Regions from separate parts of the Bombyx mori genome. Here region 1 is linked to region 2. The links are chromatin contacts, called in public Hi-C maps. All regions are on one chromosome and are shown on one strand. Each heading gives the region's core, a stretch centred on a gene start, on an enhancer-like site or on the middle of the called end of the contact. The rest is flanking DNA. Distances are from core to core; before and after follow the strand shown.

Evidence for each region. A called contact is a pair of places that touch in the nucleus more often than the background predicts.
Region 1: a contact with region 2 is called in a Hi-C map of posterior silk gland, with 2.6 times the contacts expected there. The contact joins the enhancer-like site here to the promoter of LOC101745336 in region 2. A contact is called at or near these places in 2 of 7 Hi-C or Micro-C datasets (midgut and posterior silk gland).

The regions. Positions count from the first base shown.
Region 1 is chr14:4,771,422-4,775,447 of ASM3026992v2, forward strand. It overlaps LOC101736508 (E3 ubiquitin-protein ligase goliath), which reads left to right. Exons shown (of 12, transcript XM_062672019.1): 12 at 1-824. LOC101736749 (histone acetyltransferase KAT2A) reads right to left here. Exons shown (of 20, transcript XM_004922572.5): 20 at 1,907-4,026. Among protein-coding and RNA genes, the nearest start is that of LOC101736749, 21 kb to the right of the region's middle. Within about 2 kb of position 1,545, at least 1 of the 8 cell types and tissues checked has open chromatin away from gene starts, as enhancers often do.
Region 2 is chr14:4,623,713-4,627,809 of ASM3026992v2, forward strand. LOC101745336 (zinc finger CCCH domain-containing protein 11A) reads right to left here and starts at 2,810. Exons shown (of 7, transcript XM_004927248.5): 1 at 2,649-2,810; 2 at 2,335-2,416; 3 at 1,901-2,020; 4 at 1,582-1,719; 5 at 747-849. The coding sequence starts at 2,394.

The DNA of each region.
Region 1 (4,026 bases), core at 295-2,794, 150 kb after region 2:
TTATGATAAAACTTAATCTTGTAGCTTATGAAATTTTATAAAAATACTAAAATAATACATAATATAGCTATTGTTAATATTCCGTGTTAACCGTGTTTTACACAAATGTAATTTTGTAATAAAATATTTTTTTAATGTCATAATGTATTTTTGGGAAACATTCAAATCTTATATGAACGGCTGTTGAATAAAATGTCAAAACAATGTCAAATATTTATCAAGGGTTTAAATATAATTTATTGTTAAGTCGTAAATAAAATTAACTGCCCGCCATAAAAATTCGTGAGTACGAACTATAAAACAATTACATTTTATAATTCATTACACTTACATTCATTACATTTGTGACAAAAAAATATTAAAATATTTAACTTTATTGATGTTTGCAAGTAATTAAATGTGGTCAAAATTACAAAAGCCACGTGTTAACCAAATTTTATACAGAGGACCATATGGTATTTTCAACACTTATTTCGTGACTCTCGAGTTGAATAGGCAATAAAATCTAGTCTGAAAATTTATCGCTTTTAATTACAGTAAATAATAATTAAAACACAACATTTTTTCAACACACAATAAAAGTGTACTTCAAAATTCAACTGTATTGTTTTAAAGGCGATTTTATTCAAACTTTATTTTAATTTTAAGTTTTATTATTTAAGTAAGCATTTAAGTTATGTACACAGATAACATTAAGGTACTTGATAAAATAACGAGGAGACTGGCATGTACTTTTAAAATGATCGAGTTTGTGAACACATTCCCTTTGATTCGAATGTCAACGTGTTAAATAGGTGTTGTAATAAACCAATACAGTATTGAAATTTGTATTTCATTGAATCTTGTTGTTTATGGAAACTGTAATCTCAGTTATCTTAAAAAAAAAGGTTTAAAAAGCTTCAACATTTTGAATTGATTGAACTAGTTATTTTTCATTAAAGATTTTAATTTTGCCTTCGAATTATTTATGGTATATTGATATTGGTATACTGACATTTGACAACACAGTCATGTCATTGGCAACACGCTTCCATTCCCTGGATAATATAAAAATACTATCTTCGCAAGTATGATAAATTATGTAAATTTGGAAATAAATATAACTTTGCAAGGTTCGTGTGGTTTATACTACCTTTTTGTTGAGATTAGATTATCAATCATCAGATAGACTTATCACTTAAATAAATTAAAGCTACTTTTATGTTTTAATCTATAAATAATATATTTATGAGCAAACTCTTGCACTTTATGATATCTTTGACTCTATCACACAGATAGATCTTATGTTTTGGCATGGACACTCCTCCGATATTACGCAATTCTATGCAGAATCGATCTTGTCGCTTCGCTTAAATAGTTATTACAAGTCAATCAATCGATTTGTTAGATACATGATTTTAGTCTTCCATTTAAATTTTCGATTGTTTCACGGGACTTTCAATGGACAATGACCATTTCCTAATTCCAATGATATAGTAGTAGGTAGTACTATTAGCAAAGACGCCCGGTATACCCGTATCGAGTAGTGTAACTGTCCTCCTCCTTGAGTCGCATTCTTCATGTCTGAGGGTCGCCAATGCTGATAGCCTTGAGAGGCTATTTCAGCTTCGCCCTAACATGTAGGTGAGCTCGCGGGGCTCAAACCGAAGTGTTGCTAACCCTGGCCCTAGCAAGAGCAGTGCTTCGCAGAATCTACCACCGGATCGGAAACGCGACCCACTGAAAAGATCCGGGGAGAAACTCAGTGGGCATCTCCTCCCATTAACTATAGTAGAATTTAAATTTGATAGCAGTTACCAATTTTTCCTAGTAAATAACCAACTTTATGAACAACATCCATTGCTGCTCTATTACTGGCGATACTAGGGGGCATTTAGGTTGAATGTTGAGAAAGTAAACAACGTAATTAGGTACAAAAATTTAATATCTCGTAAAGATACATTACACTTCAAAATTTTATTATCCATTCATTACCAGGTAAAGTATCAAAATTTTTAGATGACGAAAAAACTAGCGTTTACTTGTGGGCGATTTCACACAACGCTTTTTCTTTTCTAAATGTACTTAAATTTTTGTTACGAATGTTATAAAATTAGTAAAACATAATAAAAATAATAATAGAGTTACATACTTCTACTACTACACACTCTGCTGTGGAAAAATTTAGTTTGAGTAAGCAATTATTGATTTTTAAACGTTGAACTAACAATCTCTTGCGTCAAAGAAAATCATACAATACATTCAAAACGTTATGAATTAAACTTAGAGATTAATTACTACACATAAAAAAAAAACATATTTAATTTCATAATTTTACCAAAGAATTATCACATACAAAACAAAGGACACGGCCTCTCGTACCGCATTCAGCAGTCTTTAATGCTTTTAACGTTCGAACAATTAAACATCATCACATTCTTCTTCGATCTCTCCTTAAAACTTAAAGAACTAAATAAAATAAAAAATCAATTACAAACTAAATGTTAATATTGTTTTGTTAGATCCTCTCGATCGCTAGTGACGCGTGTCGGCGTCTTTGAACTCCACCGGCGAATAGAGAATACAAAAAAAAACAATACCGTCACACACGAAATACAGAAGTCACACGTAGAAAGTAGCATATTAAAAACCGACCTCCATTTAAATACGAATAACAATTGTGATTATATTACGAATAATACCTACTAAACTGTATTATTTCTATGAGTCTTAAATTGGCGCTTAATTATTATCGATTTTTATATATCGATACATTTTTGTGTGCAATTTCGATATGAAGCGCGTCTTGTCGACAGCAATATCGAACGGTGAGGGAAGCGGCATGACACTCTCTCATGCCGTCTCGCTCCCTCCACGCGCCCGCGACTGGCGTGTGTGCGTGCGCGTACTCAACACTGTTGCTTAATTGTGTGAGTGGTTTACCTCATATGCCTTTTTCGTTTTTTGTAGTGAAACTTCTAATGCGACTTTCAACAAGGTTGCGTTAAACGTTTAACGCTACCATACTAGAAAGAGACAGAGCGAGAGTGAAAGCGTGGAACTCGAACGCAGGCGCGTAGTATACCTGTTACAGGCCAGCGCGAGCGTTAGCGACGAGTAGCGTCTAATATCATAATGAAGTATTTAAAAAAGTATATATATATATTTTATCTATCATTTAAAATATATATAATATAAATGTTGAAGACGTCGCATGTTTTATACACAGCATTCCCTATTACAAGAGCAATGATTTAAGAATGAGAAATGAAGAAAACCACAATACTACACATCGAAAAAGAAGTTTCACTTCATTCACGTGCACCAAGTTGCACGCGCACCGTTTTTTATTTCTTTTTAATTTGTTTTCACTCCACAATTTTATAATAGTTTTAATTAGTTATACACATGCCTTACATCTGCCCCGAGTCTGATGGTCGCCTATTTTTTTTTGGAGTTTACTCCTTTAGAATCGATTTACATATATAGGCCCGGGGTATGAAAATTATGGGGACCAAAATCGTACTAGCATGTCACACGAAATGCGTTATGCGCCTGATTGGCTCCTGATTGCGTGATGCGTGCGCGCGCCAATCAGGAGCCAACGCGCGGCCGCGTTATAGCAGGTGACGCCGGGCTGCTGCGCCGGCAGTCCGCCACAAAGCCTCGTACTGATCGCGCGTTTCTCTCATTATTGTATTTTCATATATTTGTTAGTCGTTTGTTTTGTGTCTCGTTAATTTGTTAATAATCTGTAGTGTATCGTGTTGTCGTAATATAGAACTATTTCTCGTATTGTTTCGTTTAATTTTTTATATCCAGTAAACTCCAGTCGTGCGTCGGAGCGGACACACACACTTTTTTTTATTATCGCAACTTGTTAGCTCCACGGTTATCTGTTCACGAAATTTTTTTGTTGCACGCGGTATTACGTACAGATTATACTTACTATACACAAGTATAGGTAAATACGTGCTATTTTTAAAATAATTTAAGATTCATACTAGTACTCTTAATATTTTTAATATCCTAATCATTTAGTTTGTT
Region 2 (4,097 bases), core at 1,560-4,059:
TTGTGGCTCACTAATGATTACCATAAGTTCCTTGTTATTACAAAACTCTTCCAGAATCGGTGAGTAAAAATTATTTTGAAGGACTAGAATCTAATATCTCAAAAAAATAATGTTATACACATTTTCAAAGTACCAATTCAAACAAAATCATCAGACCTTAGAACTTATATCCCAAGGTGTAGGTGGCGGCATTTACATTGTAGATGTCTATGGGCTTCGGTAACCGCTTAACACCAGGTGGGCCGAGAGCTCGTCCACACATAAACAATAAAAAAAAAATACAAAATTATGATACCAAAATAAATCTGCAGTAAAAAAACCAAAAAACAAATAAATAGTGTAAAAACAAATTATACATATAAATAGAATTGGAGTGTCTGTTTGTAATATTGAAATAACCGCTTTTGAAATCATCCATATGAATATATATACAGTACATAGACCAAAATAACATTTTTTACAATTTTTGTCTGTCTGTCTGTCTGTTTGTTTGTTTGTTCCAGATAATCTCTGGAACGGCTGGACCGATTTTTACTAGAATTTCATGATAGGTAGCTGATGGTATAAGAAGTAAGTTAGGCTACTTTTTTTAGACTAGCTTCGCCCCGCGGCGTCATTGCGTACCGCGGGTAACATCGCGGTACTCAGCTATGAGTAATAAAATTTAATGTTTCCGAAGCGAAGCGAGGGCGGGTCGCTAGTATATCATAGTTACAATTTTACTAATGCAATCAACATGTATATACCTTGTCTTTGTTGCTGCCACAGAAGCGGCACCGGGGCGGGCACAGCAGGGGGCGGGATGGCTCCCATCGGTGGCTGCTCCACCACACTCTCGTTTAGGCAAGCCTGAACACATGTGTGCCATAAAAAACTTTTAACACTTATATACCAATAATCTTTTGCATGAATGAGTGCATTATATATTCTTTGTGACTTTGGCCTATCCAAAATCAACAGACATGTGAAGCCCTTACCATATGAACGATGTTAAGAGGTATAACTGTTTCTACCATGAAATATTACAATGTGCCAATTTGAAAAATGGAATACCCATTTTACATGTTGAACCTCTTTTCTCAAGGTAGTCAGCAATATGTCTATGAGTAAGCAGTACTACAGTTATTAAAGCAAAAGATGAGTGCTAAACTATTATTATGGAATTGTTAAGGTTAGTGGGATTGTTACGTCAGTAATGGATTGAAACATGTACAGTGCAAGAAAAAAAGGGATATTTCCTGTTTTTAAAGTTAAGTGTTGTCAAGAGAAATGAGAAACAAAATTCTTCATTTGAAGTTTAAATCTAATAAATAAAAATCAATTTAAATTACAATGATTTTTATCACAATTTATAATTATATTTAAAAGTGTAATTATATTTAAAAGAGAACTGCATCACTCCATTTTTTTTAATTGTTTCAATACTTTCTATGATTTAAGGTAAAATTGACACCTACTTTTTGCTTTAAAATTGAAATCATTGTTTCAATTACTTTTAAAACTTGCTAAACATATTGCAATACAAAAACTATTAAACAGACAAAATGTCTGCGCTTGTTTAAGTTCAATAAAGTTGCTTACATGAACAGGTGGGGCAGGCTGACTTGGAGCAATTCCATCAGTACGTGCCTCGGGGTTCTTATGCATGAATGGGCAGTGAATCTTGCGGCAGCCACCAGGTTGGTTCTCCCAGTAGCATGGAATTTGTTTACGATTTTTCTGTAAATCAATAAGCTTAATATTAATTTATACTAAAGTAGAATTTTCTTTTGTATGCATCCAATCTACATAGCTTTAATCATAATTTTAAATCATAACTATTCATTTTAATCTCCTTTTCCTTTACTCCTGTTTTATTTTTAGATTATTTAAATTAAAAAGAAGCATTATAGACACATACCCTAAGCTCCATGTGACGTAGTTTACAGCGTTTATCAGTACATTTCCCCTGTTGCCAGGCTGTGCACATTGTTTCACAGCCTAAGGCTGACGGCTCATGGCGAAACACACAATTATCTCCCTGGAAACAAAAAAATTAGAGACTCAAATTTTTGTACATGTCAAATCAATTGGTAATGTGGTTTTAGTCATTAGTAAATAGGTTTACTTCCAGATAAATAAATTAATCTCTTTTAAAATAAGAGCTACTGTACATTCACTTTACAAATGGAATAATATTATTTACCAGAATTGAAGTGCATTAAATATTTTCCGATAGTTAAGTGTTGGACTAAATTTTAAATAACATGTGTTCAAATAGGTAGACAAAAATTAACACGAAATAACACTAGTACTACAAGAAATAGTAGTGAGTAATTAAACAATAACGCTTACCTTTGTACATGTGGAATAGTAATAAAAGTAACAATCGTTGAATTTACGTGGAGACTCCATGGTATTTTTCGCTATCCGGACTCTGTCAATGACAACACTTTATGAGTACCGAAACAACATAATGATTTCACGATTATTTTTAACACAAAAACGGTCTTTTATATTTTAAGGTTATTTACGTAAACATATGAAACACTATAAATTTATCCGAAAATCGAAATTTTTCGTTCTGACAGCACGTCTAAACGATCAGCGCGGTTAAATTGCAAATTACCAAACTTATCTCGGAACCCTAAAATGATTTGAATACTCACCGAGCAAATTTTAAAACACTAATTAACCTTTAGTTCGTGAAAGTAGTTTATAGAAAATAACAATTTTTGAAACACAAAATTATATTCAAACGTCACAACGAGATGGAAGATGTGGTAGTTGGTAGTTATGGCGGATGTAGAGCTTACGATCTTGATTCGATTTAGACAAAAATCGATTTGAATCTGTAAATCGATTCTTAATTGACTTTTAGAAAATAAGTGGATAAATCGATTGAAAGTACAATTTTAACCATCATAATATTGATTATTGACGAAAGAAATTAATTTTCAAAGCTTCGATCTTTGGCAAGAAACCAGATACGGCTAACTATTAAAATTTAATTACGGCACTCAAAAATTATGTCAGACATGCTTTAAGCTGCCCTAATCGCCACGCTTGGCATGTGGCGGATTGACTATTGCAGTGTGGTGCTATGATACTCGGAGAACGCTGTTGCCCATTCTCATGAAACGGCTGATTGTACTAGCCTTCAGCCATATGCAGTTTGGACGGAAGAAGAACAATGGCGAGGTTTTATTTTTGTATTTGTTAAGTCAATTTCACGAAGCTCGCTGAAGGATTTTTTTGTAAACTATTCTAGTGACTTAGGGGAAGGGGCCTAGGGGACTACATTAACCTGGCGAGTGAAGGAATATAAATACAACACGCACTTATATAACGGTAGGCAGCGGCTTGTCTCTGCCCCTGGCATTGCTGAAGTCCGCGATGGTAACTATTCACCATAAGGTGGACCGTATGCTCGTCTGTCTATGCAGGCAATAAAAATAAATAAAAACTAATTTACTGTAATACTGGCTGGTAAAACGTCAGGAGAGACAAGATAGACGTCATACGATGTGAAACTGCGTTTCGTCGTGTGTAAGTACTTGTACACCTGTACAACACTCACGGAGGAGGACAAGGGGAGGTATTTGTCGACATACGACATAGGGAAGATCTTCCACCGAGCGGGTGATATCGATCGGCAGACCACCGGTCCGAATGTTCTTATTCAAAGCTTGTATGTATGCAAGCTTATTTTGAAAATGTCGTAAGCGAGGTTCAGGCATCTGTCAAATATCTTCTGTTCTGTGATGGCTGCCACCATATCACTCCCCTCCAAGACCGGAAGTCGTCCCATTATGTTAGCGTTGTCCGTGCTGAGATTAGCTTGCAAGTGCTAGTGCTGCTTGGAATCTGCGGTGAGTCGAGACTGATTTTTGGCAGAGAACAGGACACACTGCTCTTAGAACAGATGACCACTGAGACCAAAAAGTTCTCGAGTGGCGATCGCGTACCGGAAGACATAGCGTAGATAGGCTTCCCACAAAGTGGATCGAAGACCTATTGGGGTTCGTAGGAAACCATTGGATGTAGGCAGCGCAGAACCGTGTGTTGTGGCAAGGCTTGGGTGGGGCTATATCCAGCAGTAGACATCTGTGTAGCAG